Linked DNA regions of Mus musculus: region 2 is linked to region 1. Evidence: chromatin contacts called from public promoter capture Hi-C data. All regions are on one chromosome and are shown on one strand. The core of a region is the stretch at or near the end of the contact, and the rest is flanking DNA. Distances in the headings are between cores, read along the strand shown. Region 1 overlaps Pisd (phosphatidylserine decarboxylase). Region 2 holds the start of Gpn1 (GPN-loop GTPase 1).

Region 1 (3,559 bases), core at 994-3,493:
GGTTACATGGGAATATACATTCATCAAGACCATGGAGCTGTATGCTTCAAAAACTGTATTTGACTGCCAATTAACACCATGGTATAATCCTAGAACTCAGGCAAAGGCAGGAAGGTTGCCAGTTTTGAGGCCATACTGAGCAATATAGTGAGATCCTGTCTCAAAAGTAAGTAAGTAAATAAATAAATAAATAAATAAACCCTTAGTAAGATTTTGTGTTTCCTTTTTAATCAATTAATTTTTACATCTGTATAAAATTCAAGTTGCTCTTAGGACTGAGAATATAGCTCAGTTGGTAGAGTGTTTGTCTGGCATGTATGTAGTAGTCCTGAGTTTAAGCCCCAGTACTGTATAAACCAAGCATGGTGCTGCACTCCTGTAATCCCAGCACTTGGAGGGTAGAGTCAGGAGGATCAGGAGTTCAAAGCCAGACTCAGCTAAACAGCAAGTTCAAAACCAGTCTGGGTTACAAGAAACAATCTCCTCCTCTTCCTCCTCCTCCTCCTCCTCCTCCTCTTCCTCCTCTTCTCCCTCCTCCTCTTCCTCTTCTTCCTTCTTTTCTTCTTTATTTAAACAAGAATAATTTCTCTCAAAAATTTCATGTACAAGAATAAATGGTGTGACATCTTTAATACACCTTTCTCTCTACATCAACATGAAACTAACAGCTCATCTCCGCCTGCCACATCTCTGAGATATACTTCTGACTAGAAATAAGCTTTACACCACTCCCGTCCAAACAAAAACTAAAATTAGTACCAAGGAAATGAGAGGAAAGAGAAAAGCACAAAGCAAGTCAGATGGTAAGCCTTTCTCATGGCTAGATAGCCTAAGGAATGTTAAACAAGAGTCTTTTCTATCAAATACTGTAAAACCTGAGCTTAGGACAAAGAATTAAAATTACTTTATCGCCCCACTTGTAGGAGAGTTTTATGCAAATGTCTAAATCCTCCTCCATCTAGTAAATTGTTGTTTACTTAAAGGCCCACTGCTCTATTCTAGCAACGTAATAGCCTGGGCAGTGGACCTTTCTCCTTCACTTCCTGAGCCAATTCTTTTTAGACTAGCCAACTGAATAAGATAGTGAGGGTGGACTCCAGTCAGTGGGGAAAAAGACAGTCACCACCTGAGTCAGATAAAAACCCAATGCACTTCCTGTCTCTGTGTGTCTACTCTTTGTCAAAAATAAAGTTTGAGTGAATAAATAAATTAGTGATGAAAAAAAAAAAAAAGACTAAAGTTTGAGCCAGGCATAGTTGGCCTCTGCATGGGCTCCTACCTCCAGGCTCCTACCCTATTTGAGTTCTTGCTTTTTGTTTGAACAGAGATGGGGAAGTATAAGTAAAATAAAGCTTTTCCTCCTCAATTTGCTTTTGGTTAAGTTGTTTCATCACAACAACAGAAATCCTAAAATAGAACTGAGTACAGTTTGTGGGATGTGAGGAGCGGGTGTGGCAGCAGTCCCAAGATGGCGCCCGGGACTGCAGCTAAGTCTTATGACTTGCACCTGACTTCCTCAAACACCTGAAAATAAGCCAAGACCATTGTGAGAACTGCACAGGTGCACCATGATGCTGGCGGTGTAAACAAGTCCATATTTGGTGGAGACATGCCCCTGCCGCCCTGATTGGCTGAAGCTGCGTGCCTGGTGAGGTGGCGTGGCCTGCCGTGAGTGGATGGGGGCTGAGAGTATATAAGAGTGAGAAGCCCGAGTGGTTTCCGGTGTGCCCGAGCGGGTGCCAGCAGACTGACCAATCCCAGGGGGCCACGGAGCCTTCTCCTGTGCCGGGGTGTATATAAGCAGACCTCCCTGGATGCCCGGGGTCCCCGTAGCAGCATCGAGGCATTCCTGCAATAAAGGCTGTTGAGAAGAATCCGACCGTGTTGTGTCTTCCCTGCCACAGGGAAGGTGGGCGCGACATTGGGATACTAATGTGGCAATCCTGACCATGTGTTTTGGGGAGGACTGTTGGAGGGAAGCCGTAACTCTGGGTTAGAAAAGCCACTGAATGTTCAAATCTTAGCAAGCTGTTGTGAGAACTTGGACCATTAGAATGCTGAGAGCTATGCACAAATTTTAGTGTGAGGGATAAGGAAACTCATTTTGTACCTGCTATCTACTTTAGTACCTTTGGCCTCTGACCTAAAGTCCTGAAAAGCCCTTACCTCCTCTCAGAACTGTGTAGCTACTGTGAAGTGATTGATCACGTGTTCTGGCTTCTGTAGACTGACTTATCACTGTGAGCACGGGGAATGAGGCAGATCCTCACAGAGCTGTAAATTCTGCAGCAGTGAAGTAATTGTGGTGTTAGCCTTAAAAAGCCTTCCCTCCACTTGCTTCTGTGCAGCATCTCTGACTTGGCTTTAGAGACTGCGGTCCTGCTAACAGTTATTTGGCTAGTTATAATCTACATTGAGTCAGTAGTCTTTCCCCAGTGGCCTCAAACTCCATAACACTAGAATGAAGCAAAGGCTCTCTCAAGACCATTTAATATTTTGATTTAAGATTCTGTGGTTCTGCCAGGCAGTGGTGGTGCACGCCTTTAATCCCAGCACTTGGGAGGCAGAGGCAGGCGGATTTCTGAGTCCGAGGCCAGCCTAGTTTACAGAGTGAGTTCTAGGACAGCCAGAGCTAGACAGAGAAACCCTGTCTCAAAAAAAAAAAAAAAGATTCTGTGGTTCTGGTCAGCTGGTCCTGACTTATCTTCTGTAACAGAAGAGTCCAGATCACTGTAATCTTCAAATGCCAGTCTATGGGAGCCATGCCTTTCAAACCACCACATTCCATTCCTTGGCCCCCATAGGCTTTCAGCCATAACATAAGGCAAAATACATTTAGTCCAACTTCCAAAGTCCCCAAAGTCTTACCACAATCTCAACAATGTTTGAAAGTCCAAAGTCTTGACTGAGATTCATGTAATCTCTTAACTGTAACCCCCTATAAAATAAAAGCAGATCTATCCTTCCAACGTATCATGTGCATAAGGAAGGGAGCGTGGTGAGGAAATACTGGACCAAAGCAAGAGAGAAAATCAGCTGGGCCAACTCCAAACTCTGCATCTCCATGTATGATATCAAAGCGCTCTTCAGATCTCCACTCCTTTCAGCTTTAATTGCAACAGACTTCTTCCTCTTGGGCTGATTAACTTCCTGTTTGGAGCTTTCTTTGGCAGATCTCCCACAGCTCTGGCATCTCTTGAACCTCTTGGGGTTTTCAAGGCAATCCAAGCTTCACCTTCACAGTTTCACACAATGGCCTCTCTGGGCCTCCATGCAGGGACACCCTTGCCACATTTGGCCACTTTCCTTAGTCAGGGCGGGAGATTCCATAACCCCTTTCTTCTATCTTGACTCTAAAGCCTGAACCACGTGGCTAAAGTTACCAAGTCCCATTGCTTGCTGTGGCTGGAATATGTCCCTCATGTTCAACTGTATCTTCACCAGCTTGTTTTCGGTGATTTATTCACTCTAAGGTTGGCTGTTCTAGAACTTGCTCTGTAGGCTCACCTGGAACTCAGAGACCTGCATGCCTCTGTCTCCTGAGTGCTGGGATGAAAGG
Region 2 (3,604 bases), core at 136-2,635, 1.3 Mb before region 1:
AAGTAACACAAGCCAGACAGTGGTGCCCAGAGAGGGCCTGAGTCAGGAAAGGAGAATCACTATCCATTTGGTATGGTACGTTGCTCACTGATCCTGGAGCTCATTAATTTGGCTAAGCTAGCTGGCCACTGAGCTCCAGGGATTCTCCCATCTCTAGCTCCCTAGCACTGGGATTATAGGCACAATCCACAATGCCTGGGCTTTTATGTGAGGGCAGGGGTCTGAATTCTGGCCCTTAAGTTTGTGCAGCAAGCACCTTACTAACTGAGCCCTCTCCACAGCCTGCACATGTCATAATAAAATGAGATATCTATGTATAGATATATACAAACTTTTTGTTCTTTAAGAGTTTTATCCACGGGGGCTGGTGAGATGGCTCAGCGGGTAAAAGCACCCGACTACTCTTCCGAAAGTCCGGAGTTCAAATCCCAGCAACCACATGGTGGCTCACAACCACCCATAATGAGATCTGACTCCCTCTTCTGGAGTGTCGGAAGACAGCTACAGTGTACTTACATATAATAAATAAATAAATCTTAAAAAAAAAAAAAAGAGTTTTATCCACTTTCCAAGAATGTCAACAAAACCCAGGGCCACCCTTGACTCCTAGCCCTTTACCTCACTCTTAAAGGGGACTTTTTAGGAGTTTTCTGGTTCCCTTGAGCCTTTGGTTCACCATCTTTTCTTCTTCCCTTGGACAAATAGCCATACAGATGAGCAAATAAGACATTGGTCACAGTCTCTGTCATACAGGGCTTTCCCTCATGAGGTTCGTCTCCCTTCCTCTACCCATATCTTCCGGTATTAATTATTCAGCCACACTTCAGCCACAAACGCTGTAAGGTTCTTTAGTCCCCTTTGCATTAGGCAATGATTGCCAGAAAATGTATCTTCCTCTGTTAAAGTACAGTATTCATGCTATCTTTCAAGTGTTACGCTAATTTTTACCTAATATTTTCTAGAACATAATGACGTTTAATTTTTTTCTTCTTCTTCTTAGACAATAAAATAAAAGGTAGAGCAACACCTTTGTTATAGGATCCTGACAGATCCTGGCTTGGGAATCCCACCTCATTACTCCCTTGGGGACACGAGCTTAACCCTTTCCGGGTCCTATCTCACTCCTGTCAACCCTTCCTGGTTCCCTACACTACCCCTCACTTGTGCAAAGCCACTATAGCATCAAAGTGACCCCTGCAAGTCAGATGCCAAAAGCCGGTCAGGCACCCACTGCAGTAGGTTCGAGCGGTTTGGATAGTCTGGCCAATCGCAACCCTAAACTCAGAGAGGCCGGATCGTTCGACCAATCGTAGCCCTGTACGCAAGAGGACGGATTTTCCTACCAATCGCAGCCCGGAATTCAGAGAGCCCGCAGGCCGCCGGGCGATCCCTGAGTGGTGGGCGTGGCTGAGGAAAGATGGCGGCGCCCGTGGCTCCATCCGAACCCCAGGCTTCCCGGGCTCCTCAGCCCCCCGTGTGTCTGTTGGTGTTGGGAATGGCGGGATCCGGGAAAACTACCTTTGTACAGGTGACGTGCACCGTGCAGAAGCGGTAGTGGCGCCTCAGGCCCGGGAAGAAGGGAGGAAGTTGTCTGGGGAATCTGCGGGTCCGGGCGCGTGGTTTTCTCGAGCTGTCCTCTGACTCCTTTCCTTCCCGAAGCCTCGAACCCTAGCCTGGGTCACTTGAGGCCGGCTCCTGGGCAACCTTAATGCACACTTGGTACAGCTGAACTTGTCTTGCTGCGAATTGGCAGCTTTCCGAAGGCCCGGGCCTAAAGAGTAGGGGAGTGTAACGTCTACTACTCTGGTTTGCGTGAAGAGTTGTGAAAGAATCACTTCGTTCGACCTACCACGTTCTAAGCTCTGAGAGTACAGCGGCAATGAGATCGACAGGGTTCTTGCTTTCACGGAGTGAGTGTTTTAGTGGAGGAGACAGAGGAAGAAAACCCTTGGAGGGGCAGAGTTAGCGAAGCCGTGACGGAGAATAGGGAGACAGGTACTGGAACTAGATGGCTTTTTAAACTCTTCAGTGTTGAACACGCTGAGGGAAGAAGGAGATTGTTACAGATTTTATAAGCATGGTCAGTAAAGGGATGGGAATTCTCGGGGCCCGTTCCTATCCTTTGGTCATCACCCTCCAACCCTGGCTCCTTGTTTTTGCAGAGGCTCACAGGACACCTGCACAACAAAGGCTGTCCACCGTATGTAATCAACCTGGACCCAGCTGTGCATGAAGTCCCCTTTCCCGCCAATATTGGTGAGTGCCTGCCTGCCTGCTTGCTTGATTTCCTTTTCTTGTCTTTTCTTTCTAAGCTAGCTAACTATGTACTTTTCTTTTCTGTGGATTTGCCTGAGTTCCGGAACAGGCTTCTTGCTTATGCAGATTTATCCCTCTTATGCACTATCCCCGCTCACCTCTCTCTCATGCCCTCGGTGTGTGAAACCGTTGAATTGGTTTGAGAATGAGACATGACATTAGGTCGGGCTGTCACCTGACACGTGAATCCTTTGGTTTCTTTTGTCAGAGTTTATAAGATTTGCTGTAATTCACTTTATAGGCAGGTTCCTTCCATTTCCAAAGTTGTGTGTGTGGGGTGTGTGTGTAAGAATATGCACTGTTCTGAGGAGAGCTTTCTGATTGAGACTATCAAAAAGATTTAAGTATTGGTGTGATCCAAGGGAGCCTGAGGCAGAATATTTAGAGTTCAGAGTCAGTCCGACTTGCATAGCCAGACCTCGTTTGGAAAAGAAAAGGTGGGCGTGGGGGTAGATTTGTTATCAAAGTGTCTGTGATCCACTAACAGGGCTCTTGGATGTCCAGGCTTCCTGACTCCTAGGCCTTAACTGTCAGGGCTAGGGTATGAAGCTTTCTTACCCCAAATACACAAATTGGGTAGGGAATCTTGTTTTGAGAATCATAGGTTAGGTCAGGCGGTGATGGCTCACGCCTTTAATCCTAGCACTCAGGAGGAAGACACAGGCAGATCAGTTCTAAGACTGCCAGGGCTACACAGAGAAACAAGAACAAACAACAACAACAACAAAAATCATTGATCATTTTGGGATTATAGGGCAACAAATTTTCTATTTAAACTAGAGGATAAATATGTGATATTATTAATTTACAGACTGGTGGGTAGGTTTGTTTTTATTCATTTTTATTTAATGTGTATGGGTGTTTTGCCACATGCGTGTCTGCGTCTGTGTGTGTCTGGTTCCTGCAGAGGCCAGAAGAGGGCACCAGGACCCCTGGAACTGGATCTACAGAGAGTTGTGAGCTGCCCTGTGAGTGCTGGGAACTGAATCTGGGTCCTCTACAAGAGCTTCAAGTGCTCTTAATCACTGAGCATCTCCAACCCCTGGGGGGTAGGTTGTAGTCGTTCTTAGTAGACAGGCTTATAGTTCCGATGTCTGTGAATTGCCGTCATTACCATGCAGCCACTAGTAAGAAGTCTTTGCTTATTTTGTTTTTGTATGTTGGTATTCCTGTGCATATGCCCACTGCCACTGAAATTGTCCAAAACCTGTAATGTTGTTCTAGACAGTATCTATCATAGCTAAGAGCTTTTGGCCTAACCTTTTCTTTGTTTGAGACAAGGTCTCTC

What was found. Promoter capture Hi-C pulls out the DNA fragments that hold promoters and counts their contacts.
Region 2: a contact with region 1 is called in a promoter capture Hi-C map of the 3T3-L1 cell line, with 5 times the contacts expected there. The contact joins the promoter of Gpn1 here to the enhancer-like site in region 1. A contact is called at or near these places in 12 of 39 promoter capture datasets (the 3T3-L1 cell line, the C10 cell line, cranial neural crest and 7 more), 3 of 115 datasets of contacts at active chromatin or transcription factors (embryonic stem cells and thymic regulatory T cells) and 1 of 9 other capture datasets (adipose tissue).

The regions. Positions count from the first base shown.
Region 1 is chr5:32,758,753-32,762,311 of GRCm38.p6, forward strand. All of the region lies in intron 3 of Pisd (phosphatidylserine decarboxylase), which reads right to left. Among named protein-coding and RNA genes, the nearest start is that of Pisd, 25 kb to the right of the region's middle. Within about 2 kb of position 2,244, at least 35 of the 459 cell types and tissues checked have an H3K27ac peak or open chromatin away from gene starts, as enhancers often do. A contact at or near this core is called in adipose tissue and embryonic stem cells, where this site is marked.
Region 2 is chr5:31,493,356-31,496,959 of GRCm38.p6, forward strand. It overlaps Gpn1 (GPN-loop GTPase 1), which reads left to right and starts at 1,386. Exons shown (of 14, transcript NM_133756.5): 1 at 1,386-1,528; 2 at 2,163-2,256. The coding sequence starts at 1,418.